2 separate regions of the Mus musculus genome follow, and region 2 is linked to region 1. Evidence: chromatin contacts called from public HiChIP or PLAC-seq data. All regions are on one chromosome and are shown on one strand. Each heading gives the region's core, a stretch centred on a gene start, on an enhancer-like site or on the middle of the called end of the contact. The rest is flanking DNA. Distances are from core to core; before and after follow the strand shown. Region 1 holds the start of Edem3 (ER degradation enhancer, mannosidase alpha-like 3). Region 2 overlaps Rgl1 (ral guanine nucleotide dissociation stimulator,-like 1).

What was found. HiChIP or PLAC-seq counts read pairs in DNA pulled down with a chosen protein or histone mark.
Region 2: an H3K4me3 HiChIP or PLAC-seq map of bone marrow-derived macrophages shows a contact between it and region 1, with 6 times the contacts expected there. The contact joins the enhancer-like site here to the promoter of Edem3 in region 1. A contact is called at or near these places in 2 of 39 promoter capture datasets (the C10 cell line and pre-B cells) and 1 of 115 datasets of contacts at active chromatin or transcription factors (bone marrow-derived macrophages).

Annotation. Positions count from the first base shown.
Region 1 is chr1:151,752,768-151,757,513 of GRCm38.p6, reverse strand. Edem3 (ER degradation enhancer, mannosidase alpha-like 3) reads right to left here and starts at 2,140. Exons shown (of 20, transcript NM_001039644.2): 1 at 1,787-2,140. The coding sequence starts at 1,947. It overlaps 2810414N06Rik (RIKEN cDNA 2810414N06 gene), which reads left to right and starts at 2,496. Exons shown (of 2, transcript NR_151475.1): 1 at 2,496-2,671.
Region 2 is chr1:152,578,617-152,583,362 of GRCm38.p6, reverse strand. All of the region lies in intron 3 of Rgl1 (ral guanine nucleotide dissociation stimulator,-like 1), which reads left to right. Among named protein-coding and RNA genes, the nearest start is that of Gm51749, 41 kb to the right of the region's middle. Within about 2 kb of position 2,037, at least 27 of the 459 cell types and tissues checked have an H3K27ac peak or open chromatin away from gene starts, as enhancers often do. A contact at or near this core is called in bone marrow-derived macrophages, where this site is marked.

The sequences.
Region 1 (4,746 bases), core at 891-3,390:
GATCAGATATTTGAGTGTAAGCAACTGAGCAGCTGTTCACAATTCCAGTGGGGGGTGGAAAGTGGGGGGAGGGGTGGAGGGTGGAATGGGAGGGTTGGAGGGGGGTGGGGTGGAGAGGGCGGGCGCAGGGGGTACAGCTTGGTTTTTTTGAGACTGAACCTGGGGCTGGCAAGTCAATGACTCATATAGAAATTTTAATAAGAATGTCAAAGAAAATATTTGCAGCCATAATAGAAATACTTCCCCTCCCCCAAATCTTAAGGAAGTACAGCACTGTACAGACTGTGAACTGTGAGATCAGACATAGGTTAAAAATATAAATGTAACCAAAAACCACAAACCTGACCCGCTTTGAGACTCTGAGCAAGTTAACCCTGAATCTCAATGTCCTCATTTGCACAGTGGAGATAGCATCCACCTCGCGATGGAATAACAGTTTTAGAGATGGCATGAGTTAAATGCCAACAAAGTGGGAACATCATTAAAATGTCACAAAATAATACATTAAACTTATAAAGGAAAAGGCAAGAGTCTAGAATTCACTGGTAATTTTGTTTGAATAGATAACACTTCATCTTCTTTTACTCACATTTTTATTTGCTCTGTGATTTAAAAATTAGTATAGTTCTTTTGCAATGGCGGAAGTAAAGAAGTATCTACGTCAGAACCTAATGGCTCCACCTCCCTTTGTGGGATAAGTTACCTGTTATTTTTTCCTGAGTTCAGGCAACTATTTTTTCTTATAAAATAATATGCTTTCTATTTATATATTAACCTACAACTTGCTTTAGTACAGAACTCTTTCTAAATGTATGACACCCCCCCCCAGCCTGTTCTGTTCTGTCAAAATGCACCCCTTTATACACTTATCTCTAATTGTGTCTTTACTTCTGTAGGATAGATTCTCCAGAGAAAGAAATGAATCAAAGAGCAAGCACAATTTAAAATTCTGGAGTTGGTGTCAATAAGTCACGTGGTTTACATCCCCACCAGTTTTCTCACCTCTTCACTAATCAGCAGTGCATTCTAGTGTTCTGTGCTAACCTACCAGACAAGCAAAACCCACCCACTTCACTGTTTTAATAAGCATCTTTCGCAGTCAACTCGCCGTGCTACTGACAGGCACACATTTCCTCTCCTCTCACTTAACTTCACGGTTTTGCCAAAATCCAGAGATTCTCCACTTCGTTCTTAGTCACTTGTGCCACTTCGGATGTATTCGAATTACTGGATTAAATGCTATAAATAGTGTTTTGGAACACTTTTAAGCCTCATAAAACTACTCTAAGGGGGTACACTTAATCGAGGCCTCTGAATAGCATCAAATCGCCTGCTCTAGCTCACAAGTGCCATTTAGGAAAGAAAACACAGCAAGGGGGATAGTGAAGTCTGAAAAGTTCAAGTTCCGGTGAACGCCCCTTTTCCTTTAACAGGTGTAAGCACCGCAACATTTTCCCGCTGGGAGCTCACTTGGGTGAGACATCCAACCCTGCCTCCGCCACCCAGGCGGTAGCCCCTCCACCAGCCCCTGACATGGCAGAGGCGCTGACACAACACTACATATGTCACAGGCTGCCCAGGAGACACTCGACAGCCCCCGAGGTCACATCCCGGGGATCAGCTCCCATCGTCCTGGACCCCGTCCACCGCACCGAGGTCCTCCAGCCTCACCAGCTGTTACAGTCACCACAGAAAAAGTCCACAGTGCGCCGGGGGCGCAATGACAGGCACCTCCACTGCTGGCAGCCGCGCGAGGAAACCCACCCGGACAGCCACGCACCCTTACCCAAGCTTCTGCTTCTCTTCCCTACTCATGGGCGCGGCCCCTGCCGTGCACACGGACGTGGCCAACACCAGACAGAGCGCGGCCGTCGCTGCCACCAGGCTCCATGACGCTCGCTGGGGGACCCGGCACCCACAGCCCCGGCAGCCGCCGGCTTTGCTCATGGCCCCGCGGTTCCGCGCACGCGCAGCTGCTACACCGGCACGGTGGGCCACATTGCGGGCTGCCGGCGGCGAGGAGGCTGCGAGCCGTGTCGAGGGCGGACTGTGGAGTGAGGCTGGCGGCCGCCGGCGCCAAACTGTTTGCCGAAGTCACCGAGCCGGTCCCCCAGCGCCAGCGCTGCCACCACCCTCCGCCCTCCACGGCTCGGAGCACCGCCCCCAGCTTTCCGGTGTCGTAGTCTAGGAAACCGCCTCTCCAAGGCTACTTCCGGGTAGAGCCGAAGTGAGATAGCCTCGGGACCAATGGAGACAGCCTCGGAGAGGGGCTGGCCGCAGCTACAGGACCTAGCATTGGCCCAGAGAAGCGGGACGTGGACAAAAGGCGGGACTGGGCAGGGAGCTGTCCCTTCGATCCACCTCCGACCCCAGGAGTTGCCACCTAGGAACTACTAGTCCCAAGGTGCACCGCTTCCTCCAGCTTGACTACAGACCTACGCGCAGGCGCCTTGCTAGATTTCTGCCTAGTAGCGCCCTGCGTTCTGGGACTTGTAGTCCTATTCTGTAAAGGCCACGCAGGTTCCAGGCGTTCTGTGTTCCGCAAGACCTTTGGCCAACCCTACCTCGTCGGTGGGCTGCCCAGTCCTTGAGACTCGTGAGTGCTTTGCCATTCTCTTCCTGAAGATTTTTTTTTTTTCCTGAGAGCTGACAGAATGAGACTTGCCCCCAGGTCGGTACCGAATGCCTGGGTGAACAGTGAAAATATTCTTCTGCCCTCGAGAAAATGACAACAAAACAAAACAAAACAAAAACTAGGAAATGAACAACAGCTAAATGACTCGAACCTTTGACGACCATGTGAGAGTTTTACTTTCATTAGCGCATATACACAACTCTAATATGTATATATCGTCCTTCTACTTTTGCACACGTAGCTTGAACTTTTGCACAAAGGCTTGGAAGAAGTTAGCAAACACTAATCTAACTCCTGAATTACTCCTCTAATTCAGTACCCCAGCAACTAAGCAGGACACTCAAAATGAAGGAGGCCAAGCAAAGCTAAGAACGTGATTAATAATAGTTATCTTAAAAGCCCATGAAGGAAAGAAGTGTACAATGCAAAAGTGATTTTTTTTTTTTAATTTAGTGAAGACTAGATGTTGTAATGAGTTGCAATGGCTGATTGGCAGGCTAACTGTGGGTAAAATGACAGGTGGGTTTCTCTTGCAAAAGCACATGTCTTTCTTTTGTGCCACTTCAGCAGGTGGCGGCAGAGTTGAGGAGCTTGGATGTGACCTCTGTGGCCACAGTAAATTTCGTATTTGTCCGTTCAGCAATATCGAGCTATCTGAAACCTCTTGCTTTTAATGCCTCACCACTTAAGTCTTATCTCTCTGACCATCCGGGTTACAAAATAACCTTTCTTCCTTCTCTCCTCTTTCAAAAACGCAGGTGTTTCCTGAAGGTTCTGTTTCGACTCCTTTGCTTCTTTGTACTCTCCGGGTTTCGCTTTAGTGATTTCTGACACGGATTAAGTCACCTTGTTGCTCGGATTGATTTCTAGATTTATATCTGTCCTGATCATTGGCCTTACATTCAATTTCCTTTCTGTCTGGTCCAAGAGAAACTCAAGTGTAAAATTATTTAATGCTTCAGACCTGTTTACTCACCCTCTTCTTTCCTAGTGTCCAACCAGTGGGTAAATCACCCAGATCCTTATCGCTACTATCTTTCAGACCATTGCCTTTCTAGTCCACATTTTCCTAGTTCCAGCTCTCATTATCTCTTTGCTGAACAGTTGCAACGTCCTAGTCTCCTCTACACTGCCACAGAGTAAGCTTCGATTTGCAAACCCTCTGAATTCCTCCTCCCTCTGCCTTCGATCTGCCCCTGCCCTCAAGTTCTATTCGACTACGAAGTAAATTCTCACACTCTTTTCCTTTCTTTATCTTTGCTCTTCTATCTCCTCTGTTATTCTGTAATCTTTGCCCCACGCCCACAAACCATTAAGACTTGGCTTAGATTCCATCACCACAAAACAGTTCTAAACCTTGCAGAAAGTGTTCAAACCACTCTCCTTCCTGTTCTTCCACAGTACTCTGTGTCTCTATTAGTGCATTTTTACATCCACTAGATTTTGATCGTTTGAGGGGTATTAACCAGCTTGTTTCTAAATAACCAGATTATTCTAAAAGGCCTAGTGCTGTGTCTCCCCCACTAGACATGTTCAAGAAGTGTTGATTTCTTATTCCTTCAGTTTCCTCACTATAAAGTGAGAATAATATGACCTTTCCCTGTAATCATATGAATACTGTACACATGAGCTCATTTCTGAATGATGTTTATCCCTTTTACAAACCTGCAATCCTGCATTGCTGCCATCCCGGATCCTTGTTGGCAGCCTTAATGACGAAGTTAGCTAAGTAAATAAATACCTTTGAGTTGGTGTGGATGTGGCATAGAGAACAGGACAAGCCAAAGTTCAACACCAATCAGCTAGTATTTGAAAACGAAGAACAAAGACAGTAGAAAAATACCTAATGACTTTCAGATGTATTTTCAAGTCAGTTATTTGAAGGAACTTATTGGCAATAACTAGGTTGATTTTAATATTATGATCGTTATCATTATTACTATTTATTATTAGACTTCTTGATGTTCTAATCATAAAGACTTCTGAGTCTTTGGGTCTCAATAAGACAGTAGTGATCTTGTTAAAGAAACAACGAACTGAAAAGGAAGTCCTGGCCTCAGTGTTTATCTTTCTGCATTTTTGCTTGTCTCCCAGCTAACACTGAAGTTTTA
Region 2 (4,746 bases), core at 788-3,287, 830 kb before region 1:
TGATTATATAGTATATCTAATATGAATTTAGATTGCATTGGATTCAAACTATCATTTGAAGTACAGCTGAATGAAGAGTTAAGATTTAGTCTGTGCCATGTGAGTAGGCTTAAAGCTGGCTTTGAGTGTGATCTCAGAGTTCAATCCGTTGCTTGTTTCTTCAATGAGGGGATTAAGGGCGGATACCTGTGTAATGTAACCCGCAGCAAGCACTCTGCAAGTCTTCACATAGACGGGACTCAGATAGGAACGATTTAGTCTCTGCCCTGAGGTAGTTCAAAGATGGATTCTGCTTGAGCTGGTGGCGCCTCAGCTCGGTGGCCCTTCACTTGGAGCTCTTCCCCATGACGCTAGCCTCTTAATTTCATATTCCTTTCCCTTAGGGGAACCCCTCAGATTGCAAAGGCCAGCTCCATTAGACTTAGACCCACTCCTCAGGACATTTTCCTGCAAAAGATAAGGCTGGCTTGCAAGTGCTAAGTCACCATACAAGGTGATAGAGGGTTCTAATATGTGCTGGTGGAGGAGTTCAGAGAAACAAATCCCATTTAGTTTGCTTTCTCTGCAGAAATGTAATCTTGTCTCTGTGTGTGCCAACCTCAACAGGAATATTTCTTTCCCACCTCATTTCTTACTCACGCTGAAATCTTGTGGCCCCGATTCAGTCTCCACCGAAATCCAACTGTAGAGTCTGTGAAATGCTGTGTTCCCAAATTGGTTGTTAGGATTTTTATGCCTGTAATAAAGAGGAAGCAATTTATTGTGCAGACTCACCTGTTCAGAAGATAACCATTGGAAATACCATTTTCACACCGTTAGGTTGTTAGGCTTGTTTGTGAGCCTCAGACAGAATCTTTCAGGTATTTCTTTTGGTGTCTTCAGTGGCGTGGGAAGAAGGTTGCGAGCCAATCGCAGTATGTGCTAACCCTGTAATGAGCAGACACGAATAGATTCCTGCAGATGCTGCAGTGCCCCTTTCCCACCGGAGTCTGGCTTGTGTGAAGTCAAGCTTTGATTTCCCTTAAGACTTCCAGTTGTGGCTTTCCCTGTATGGAACTGTTTACTTTCTGAGATTTCTTTTTAATCTGTTCATAGTTTTGTTTTTTCTTCTCCCTAGTATGGGTCTGTGGGATTGACAAGTAGGCAGTGTTGTGAAGTCATAGCTAATTCCATGTCGACTTTCTCCTTTGCTTATCCTTTATTGGGGTGATCAGTAACTCACAAGCTCCTGTTTGCAGTGACGTTTGCCATGGCCCAGACTTAGGTTTTCTCTGCTTCCTTTTAACTGAAGAGGAAGTTATTTAATTGGGGGCTGACTGTGTTGGACTTTGAGATTTTATTTTCTCTAATGTCGAGCATACATTTCACTCAGAGAAGTCTGTGAAAGACTTCGTCATTTAAAGAAGCAGGGGTGGGGGGTGGGGGGGGGGAGTAGATAGCACTGAACATGTCCAACCTCAGATGTTGGCAGAGCCCCCTTCAGCAAGTGGTCCTCAGTGAGAGCTGAGAACGACCCACAGAGGTGCAGACCCTGCTGTTTTCCAACAGTCTCGCCTTCTCTGATAACTAAGTTAGCAAATGCTAACAGGGAGAGCCAGGTCTCCAGAAACCTCGGGCAAGCCATTCCCAGGCTGCAGGTCAGAGTGCAAAGCATTAAGTTCTCCTGCATTGCAAGTGAATTCCCTCAGAGGACTCTTGGGAAGCTTAAAGGCCGAGGCCACCTATGAACTGATATAAGATGTTAGGTAACTCTGTCTGTGTCACAGAGACAAGGCGAATCGGTAGGTCTTTGAATGAATTTCCTTCCCGTATCAGCTTGCCATGTTTTCACAAACTTTGTCTCACACCATTTGTTTATTACAACTCTGTGCTCACAAATGGCTCAAAAAACATACAGTGGGCAAGCAGCAGAGGGGGGATCAAAGCTCAAAGCTACCCTGTGTGATTCAGACCCTCTTTCCCAGTGTGCCTGGCACCTCCCATGCTAACTCATAAAGAGAGGGCGACTGGGGAAGCCTTCTTAGTCATCTTCCTGGCTGCTTCCTCATTTCATTTTCCCTGGAAATGATATTTCACAAACTTGGGAAATCCACTACAGCAGTACTCTCGGTTGCCAGCTCAAGTTACTTATCAGCTGTTTAATGCAAAGTGCCTACGCACAAGGCACTGTGTGAAAATGGCGCCGAGCCTGCCATGGGTCCCACCGTCTTAAATATGTAATGTGTGCTGGTAGACAGGAACACTCGTCAAGACAACTTACACAAAGATACATATAATTAAAACTGCTGCGACCCTCATGCCCATAAGTCCAACACTCGGGAAGAGGAGGCAGGAGAATCACTGTGAGTATGAGGTTGGCCTAGGTTACAGAGTGGGACCCCATCTCAACCTCATCTTACGAAGATGTTTTAAATTTACTTGGGGGGTGTTTCCTTAGGCCAAAAATGTTTCCTGCTTTTGGAGTTTTAAGATGTTTTATGGAAAAAGCAACTTCTTTTTCTTTCAGTCATGAGACTTGTGTGTTAGGCAGGTACAGGGGTTGTGTGGAGCATAGGAATTAAAAAGAGATTTATTTCCAGTTTGTACTCTGCAGTACTTATAAGTATCACTCAGAATCTATGTGATAGAGGCTTAGATTCTAGTGAGGTACAGGGGTGGGAGGGGGGATACCCATGAGACATAGTGACAGGCCTCCAGATCATTTGGGACATGCCTTCACAGAGGACAGGGAGCCTCAGTTCCTCCCACTTCGCTCTTTCTCTTCCAAGCTATGAAGTAAGCAGGTTTGCTCTTCTATGCTGCCCACTGTGATGTGCTGCCCTGGCTCAGACAGGCAAAAACAACAGGGCTAACCAGGCATGGACCAAAATTGAATTTTATTCTCTTTGTAAATTGATTAGCTCAGGTATTTGTTCCAGTGAGAGAAAGCTGACCAACCGGCTGGCTAATACACATTCCTTCCTGGTTTTTAATCCTTTCAGAGTCTGGTTCTGTAGACATGCAACAGTAATATAAAATAACATGTTGGTTGTAAGGTCCTGTGTTTTGTTCCTTAGCCACACAATGGTACTGTGTAAGGTAACACTTTGGTTGTAGGGTCCTTTTTTGCTTTGACTTGCTAGTGAAGTGGAAATTTATAACTGGAGAATATGACTGGCATTCCTTTCTCTGTAGTGTTTGTGATGATCTGAAATTCCCACATTTACTTTGCATGTTTTTGGATGGCCCCACCTCTGAGAGGAGTGATGCTTGTGGCAGGAGTGGGGGACGGGTGTTAGGAACACTGCCTAACAAACATACGTTTTTCTTGTCTGTTGGAGTGTACTGGAAGATATCGCTGTGGATGCCACTCAGATTGTGAGCATATCTTCTGGGAGGATCTAACCTGCCTGCTGAATGTAATGTCCCATCTAGACAGTAAGGGCTAAGATACATACTCAGTGAAAAAGAAAAACCTGGCTGGGCGGTGGTGGCACATGCCTTTAGTCCCAGCACTCGGGACGCAGAGGCAGGTGGATTTCTGAGTTCGAGAACAGCCTGGTCTACAAAGTGAGCTCCAGGACAGCCAGGGCTTCACAGAGAAACCCTGTCTCGAAGTCCCCCCACCCCCAACCCCCTAAAAAAGAAAAACCTGTGCCCTTGGCAGCTTGGTAGTAGTGAATTTTGTAAAAAGCACATCATACAAATCCATTCTGTTTTCAAACGCCTCCTTAGAAGCAGCTGGCTAAGAATGTGTGAAACGCATGCAGTATATCCCAGATGACTTCACCTCACTTAAAAATAACCAAGTTTTCATTTAGTCCTGAAGTTAAACTATACACTTAACTTGTAGTCTTAGGTTCACGCTAGCGTGTGTCACCCAGAAAGACAGGTGATCCTTTGCTGTGTGTTCCTTCTGGAGGCGGCAAGGTGGCTAGTACCCTTTCTCTGTTCTTCCAGGTCCAGGGAAAGATGCGCTCAGCGGGAAAAGCTGTAGGGAGCAGGTACTGGAGTGGCTCAGGTGTAACCTTCTTAGTGCCAGTCCTGGCTTTCCTAACCTTCTGCTTGTCCTAAGAGTACGGAAGTTCAACTCTCATCCCTGATGTCAGAAGCTTTTCAAAATGAAGGTGTTGGTTTTGGTGACTGTTCAGCCGAGCTCCCACAGGACCAAGCAGAAAGAGGGCGACTCAAGTGCTCCTTCCTCTGATGCAGGAAGCCTGGGAGATTTAATGGCCTGCAGGCTTCTGGGTGCTCACGTTGCTGATTCAGTGCAAAACCTTTCAGGAAATCTCAACATCGCTTTGTTTCTTTGTTTCTTGTGCAGCTTAAAATACAGACATCCTGGATATCCTGATAGGGATGGCAGTTTCTTAGTAAATGATGGAAATTTCATTTTTAACTTTTTTTAAAATAGTAGATAAGTTTAAATATCTAGGTCTGGGTTTTGATAACTCCTTGGCAAAGTTAAAGCCTTTGGGTGTGTTTTGTCTTAGGAAGAAAAGGACAAGTTGAAGTGAGGTTGGCCCTGTGACTGTGAGAGAGATGAGGCTATTGACTGTGTAGGTAAAGAAGACCACCGGAAACTGTGGGCCACAAAATGTCTGTTGCATAAAAGAGTTTAAAAAGTTGTAGGTCCATCTTTTTTACGAAGTGTTCATTTCTTGCTCTTTCGTGTTTTCTCGGATTGAGAACTACTTAGCTCACAGAACTATACAAGATAAACCTTTGTAATAATTTGCACATCCATCTGTGGCAGGCAGAGAGGTG